2 separate regions of the Callithrix jacchus genome follow, and region 1 is linked to region 2. The links are chromatin contacts, called in public Hi-C maps. All regions are on one chromosome and are shown on one strand. The core of a region is the stretch at or near the end of the contact, and the rest is flanking DNA. Distances in the headings are between cores, read along the strand shown. Region 1 overlaps CMIP (c-Maf inducing protein). Region 2 has its middle 53 kb from the start of CMIP.

Region 1 (3,113 bases), core at 209-2,708, 300 kb before region 2:
GTGAACGGAGCGGACTGCAGTAAGTCTCAGGTAGTGGGGACTTGACTTAGAGTCTTCCCACTTGGGCTCTCCCTACACTGGATGCATTGCTACACTGTACGATTCGTCTCTCCATTGTTTTCTGCTACCCAGACCCTCTTCCACTCTTCGTTTATAAGCAGATGGATTTTTTCCTTTCTTTCTTTGAGACGGAGTCTCGCTCTGTTGCCAGGCTGGAGCACAGTGGGACAATCTCGGCTCACTGCAACCACTACCTCCTGGGTTCAAGTGATTCTCCTGCCTCAGCCTCCCAAGGAGCTGGAACTACAGGCATGCGCCACCACACCCAGCTAATTTTTGTACTTTTAGTAGAGACAGGGTTTTACCATGTTGGCCAGGATGGTCTTGATCTCTTGACCTCGTGATTCACCCGCCTTGGCCTCCCAAAGTGCTGGGATTACAGGTGTGAGCCACTGTGCCCCGCCTGGCTTTTTTTTCTTAATGAGCATCTACTATACAGAGAGGTAGCTGCCTCCTAACTGACCTCATGCCTTTACCTCCTCCCTCCCAACTTTCCTGTACACTGGCCAGCACGTTTTTTAGATGCATGTATGCATATATGCATGAACATGCAAATGTGTACACATACGCACATGCAATTCCAATTCCTCACTGCTGCTCTCCTGTGCTCAACAGCCCTCAATGGCTCCCCACTGCCCGGGCAGAGACTACAGGCAGGGGCCTGCAGCCACCTGCAGTGCTTAAAGCACGTTAAGCCAGCCTTTCAGAATCAGGAGACTTCGCAAAGAGTCTAGAATTCAAGGTTTCCTTGAAAAATGGGAAGATCTGGCCAGACCGGGCAGTGAACAATGTGGTGGGGCCAGCCCTGCACTGAGCGGAGGCCCCTCCTCCAAACGACAGGCAGTCTCTGTTTGCTCCAGAATCCCCTCCTCAGGGAGGCCGGCCACAGGCTGGCAGCATCAAGTTGGCACCATGTCTCTCTCAAATGTGTGAAAATAAAAAAAATAGACTGAAAGTGATTTTTCTTCCCACGTGGCCCTTCCTGCACTCCCCGTGGTGTCTGCTTTCCATCTGGTCTCAGTAGCGTCTGATTTTCAGCACTCGAAACTCAAGACACTCCAGAGCAGCGTTTCTCAAACTCGAGAGTGCACAGGAATTGCCCAGGGTGGGGTTAACACGCACTCAGATTCACAGGCCTGGGGTGGCCCAGATCCTGGATTTCTGTTGGCCCGAGTGGGGCCGAGCGCTGGTCTGCAGATGCCACTCTGAGGTCTAAACTCTGGGGTGGGTGCTCAGCTGGCTCTGCTCCCGCCATCTGTTGCTCTGCTGACCGTCCCTCCTTGCTGGCCCCACTGGGCCCTGTGCCCGCCTTGGTTGGCTGAGCTTGCCTGTGCCTCCCAGCAGGGAATGTGGCAGGCACACCTCGGCATCCCTGTCCCTGACACGGGTCTGGTACACAGCAGAGGCTCCAGAAGCGTCTGGAGGATGTGTGAGGGAGCACGCCCTGGCGGCAGGAGGCCTGGCTGTAGGAGGTAGGCCCCGGCCAAGGGCTGCTGGGGGATTCCCTCCAAGTGGCTTCCAGGGCACGAAGGTGCCAGCGTGGCTCATGGGCACCATCTGTGCTTTTCACCTTCAAGCCCATCCCTTCTCTCCCAGGATACTGGGCCTCTGCCGGTCTCACCTGCTCCTTCTGGGGTGGCTGGTACAGGCCCAGGAGGATGGGGTGACAGGAGGTAGGTGAAGGCCTGGCTCCCCCAACCTTCCCAAGGTGTGCACGTGCTTTTCTTACAATGCAGTGTGAGGCACCAGCCCCACTCAGCCTTCCCTGCTTCGAATCCAGCTCCCTCTCAAAATATTTATCTCCCAACAGCCACAGCATGCTTTTCAAAGCATGACTTGCTGCTCTGCTGAGACCTATGAGAGCTTTTTCCACCCAGCCCCGGCCCATTCCCTCTCACTGCCCGGCTACATCTGCTCCAAAGCCAGGCCTTGCCAATGTCTTCTGTCTCAGGACCTTGGCACCTGCTCCTCTTGCTCTTTGGATTTCTGACTTCTTACCTTTGAGGTCCCAGCTCCTGTGGCCTCTTCATCAAAGGGACCATCCCTGATCACCCCAGGCCACACAGCCTCTCCTATTTCCACTTACTCCCCCGCTGCTGCCTCTTCATCACTCCTTTTGACCTGCCGTTATTTTACGTATTGATCTGCAGGTGTCATTGTCTTTCACTGGAGAATGAGCTCCGTGCAGGCGATGCACCAGCATCCAGATGCTGGCTGGAGGAAGGAGGGGAGGAAGGAGGAAATTACCTTCAGATCTTCATAGGTGTCAGCTGAGAGCTTGGTGCTGTTCATGTTTAAACTGCAGAGACTCTTCATGGCTACACAGAGAGACAGATACAGTCATTAGGATAGCGAGGCCCCAAAGGGAGAGCTGCAGGTATGGGATGGCCAAGCTGGAGGGACTGAATGAAGATGCCAGGCCTTCTGTTTAGGAGACAGGGCTGGGGAGGCAGGTTTCACAGCCACAGCCAATGCAGGTGGCGCACTAGACACGGAAAGTCTATTTAGGCACGTACATGCTGGTCTCAACAGAGCCTTCATTCTCTTCCCACACTCTGAGTCTCCCTCCCTTCTGGTCCCTCTGTCATGTCCCTCCACTGCCTGGACCTGATGTCCCCAGAGCATACGTGCCACACCCTACACCTGGCCCGAGCCCTTCCCTAAGGGAACCCTGGATGCTCCCTGCACCCATCTCGTTGACTCAAGTGCTGCTTCTTGAAAGCAAGCCTGTGGTTTGTGCTGGAGTCACACGGGGACCGGATCCCTCCACCCATGCCCAGAGAAGCTGAGCAGGGCCGTGGCAGGGACCAGGAACCCGCAACGTTCATGAGGACTGCGACCCTTACCCCATGGGACTCCGGTGGAAGGAGCATATTTGCATTTGCAGATCTGGCTCCAGATGTTATCCTCTGCCTCCAATGACCCACTCACCTGCCCCCACCTCCTCCCAAGCCACCCAGAATTTGCCAACAACCCGGCGGGAGTCTTGACCCTTGCCCAGGGTACCTCCCACTTGGCCAACTCCCATGAATCCGTCTTCACACCCAGACCCA
Region 2 (3,245 bases), core at 555-3,054:
CTCCAGCAGCTCCAGGGGGGCCAGGGACTCTGGCTGCAGCGTCTGTGGAGCAGAACTATGCATGGCTCAGATCTAGGGAGAACAGGACCAGCCAGCTCTTACCAAGGAAAGCCGTAGCCACATCCAGCCAACTCTAGAAGCAGATGGGTCATTTCCAAGCATCCTGAGAAGGATCCTATTCCTGAGTTCCTCCTCGCTGGACTCACCAGATTCTAACTTAGGGGGCAGGGCTGCATCAGTTTCCTATGGCTGCTGTAACAAACTCCCACACGTGCAGTGGCTTAAAGCAACACGGATGAGTTATCTCGCCATCGGGAGGCCTGGTGTCCAACGCTGCTCTCGCTGGGCTAGAATCAAGGTTTCAGCAGGCTGGTTCCTTCCGGAGGCTCTCGGGAGACCCCTCCTGGTGCTCGGCCTTCACCCCTGTGCCCTGCTCCAGCCTCTGTGCTGGTTGTCACGTCTCCTCTCTCTGACCCTCCTGCCTCCCTGATAAGGACCTTTGTGATTGCGGCGGGGCCCAGAGAGCATTTGGATGTCTGTTCCCTCCAAATCTCATATTGAAATGGGATCCCCAGTGTTGGAGGTGGGGCCGGTGGGAGGTGTTCGGGTCATGGTGGGAGACCTCTCATGAGTGAGTGCCCTCCCCATGGTAGTGAGTTCACATGAGAGGTTTTTTTGTTTGTTTTTGTTTTTGTTTTGAGACAGAGTTTTGCTTTTTTTGCTTTTGTTGCCCAGGCTGGAGTGCAGTGGCATGATCTCGGCTCACTGCAAACTCCGCCTCCTGGGTTCAAGTGATTCTCCTGCCTCAACCTCCTGAGTAGCTGGGATTACAGGCATGCACCACCATGCCCAGCTAATTTTGTATTTTTAGTAGAGACGGGGTTCCTCCATGTCGGTCAGGCTGGTCTCAAGCTCCCGACCTCAGGTGATCTGCCTGCCTCGGCCCCCTAGAGTGCTGGGATTACAGGTGTGAGCCACTGCACCTTGCCAGGAGTTGATTATTTGAAGAGCCTGGCACATGACTGGGTATGGTGGCTCACTCCTGTAATCCCAGCACTTTGGGAGGTCAAGGCAGATGGATCACTTCAGGCCGGGAGTTTGAGATCAGCCTGGCCAACATAGTGAAACCCTGTCTCTAGTAAAAATATAACAATTAGCTGGGTGTGGTGGTGGGTGCCTATAATCCCAGCTACTCAGGATGCTAAGGCAAGAGAATTGCTTGAACCCCGGAGGCAGAGGTTGCAGTGAGCCGAGATCACACCACTGCACTCCAGCTTGGGCAACAAGACCAAGATTCTGTTTCAAAAAAAAAAAAAAAAAAAAAAAAATAGCTCGGCACCTCCCGCCTCCCCTCTCCTTGCTCCCTCTCTTGCCATGTGAAGCCATGTGACACACCTGCCCCCTTCACCTTTCACCATGACTACCAGCGCCCTGAGGCTCTCCCTGGAAACAGCTGATGCTGGTGCCATGATTGTTTGGCCTGCAGAACTGTGAGCCAAAAAACCTCTTTTCCATGCACATTACCCAGTTACAGGTATCCCTTTCTCGCAATACAAAATGGACTAACGCAGGCCCACCTTGGAAATGGAGAACGATCGCCCTGTCTCAGAGTCCTTAATCACACTTGCAAAGCCCTTTCGGCCATGTCAGGTGACGTATTCACTGGTTCTAGGAGTAGAATGTGGATGTATTCGGGGGGTGGCAAAGATCAGAAGTCTCAAAGTTTTTCCCTGCAGAGGTGAGAACTCTGAAAGGGAGAACCCTGAGCGTGGCCGGGCTCTTCTGGCTGTGTCTCTGGGGCCTGTTGGAGCAGAGGAAGCTTTATTTGGTGCTGGTCTTATTGTATTGTGTCTAACAACACAGAGATGGCATAAAGGAGAAAGGACAGTCAGAGAGAGAATACCGGCTGGGTATCACAGACATGGGTCCAAATCCTGGCTCTGCCTCGGACAAGCCGTGTGACTTGGAGCAAGTTCGAGTCTCACTGTTATCCAGGCTGGAGCGCAGTGGCACAATCTCAGCTTAACACGACCTCCTGGATTCAAGTGGATCCCATGGACTTCCTGGATTCAAGCGATTCTCTTGCCTCAGCTTCCACAGTAGCTGGATTACAGGCATGCACCACCATGCCTGGCTAATTTTTACATTTTAGTAGAGATAGGGTTTCATCATGTTGGCCAGGCTGGGCTCGAACTCCTGACCTCAAGTGTTCCACCTACTTCAGCCTCCCAAAGTGCTGGGATTACAGGCATGAGCCACTGTACCCGGCCATGGAACAAGTTTAATTGCTTCTGACTTTCTTATCTGTGGAGCAAGGGCTGTAAAGACCTCTCAGGAATATTCTGAGTGCAATGACTAAGTTTAGCAACCCCTCCACAGGGCCTGGTAGGGGAGGTGTCTGATGAATGCTGGCCCTGGACAATTTCTGGGCAGTGCAGAGGACGGGAGGGGAGGGCAGCCAAGGCAAGCTGCACCTCCCTCTTCCTCCTCCACCCTGCCCCACAGCTGTGCTGGGCATGCACGGGGTGGCTGTGGCGGCTGCTCTCTGGCCGTGCTGGAATTGTGAGTTTCTCCTTTCCTGGTCACAGCTGATAAGTGTATCCTGCTTGATAGAAACACATCCACCCTTATGGCAGGAGTCCCAGGCAGGGAAATCTCTGAGCATGCCACCTCTAGCCCAAGAGAGTGTGCACTGCCTTTCCCCATAAATTGTTCAGGAGTATACATCTGTGCATGGGTGAGGAGTCCTCCCACCCTTGGCTCCATGCTCTGGGATGCAGCCGGGGAAGATGCAGGCTGGGCTGGCAGTGGCAACTGTGCAGAAGTGGGTCGTGCGTGTGTAGCTATGAGCACTGATGGGGCTCACAGATGAAGGCTTCACAGCCAGCACGAGGAGGTCTCGACTTGCACCAGCTACTGTTCTCTGCACTACCACGCATTAACTCACTTAGTCTGGCACAACCCTGAGGCCTTGCCACTGCCCCCAGGAAAACTGAGGCAGAGAGAGGAAGGACCCAGCTAACAAATGAGTTAGTGCTAGAGAACGGATTTGAACCCAAATTTAGCTCCAGGACCTGAGCTTTTAACTGAAGGTTGCCTCCTATTGAATTTAATTCAGAAACATGAGTGTGAAGGCTGCAGGAGACTTGTGTAACCAGGTTCCTTCCAATTCCCTGATGCTGGAGCGAGATGGGGGATCCCTGGGGAACACTGGTTGGTGCATACGCGGGTGGGCTCCTCCTGGT

What was found. Hi-C and Micro-C count contacts between places; a contact is called where the count stands out from the background.
Region 1: a Hi-C map of induced pluripotent stem cells shows a contact between it and region 2, with 3 times the contacts expected there. The contact joins two enhancer-like sites. A contact is called at or near these places in 2 of 3 Hi-C or Micro-C datasets (induced pluripotent stem cells and skeletal muscle).

The regions. Positions count from the first base shown.
Region 1 is chr20:39,249,351-39,252,463 of calJac240_pri, reverse strand. It overlaps CMIP (c-Maf inducing protein), which reads right to left. Exons shown (of 21, transcript XM_035281878.3): 20 at 2,308-2,378. Among named protein-coding and RNA genes, the nearest start is that of PLCG2, 70 kb to the left of the region's middle. Within about 2 kb of position 1,458, at least 5 of the 16 cell types and tissues checked have an H3K27ac peak or open chromatin away from gene starts, as enhancers often do.
Region 2 is chr20:38,948,205-38,951,449 of calJac240_pri, reverse strand. No RefSeq gene overlaps it. Among named protein-coding and RNA genes, the nearest start is that of CMIP, 53 kb to the left of the region's middle. Within about 2 kb of position 1,804, at least 5 of the 16 cell types and tissues checked have an H3K27ac peak or open chromatin away from gene starts, as enhancers often do.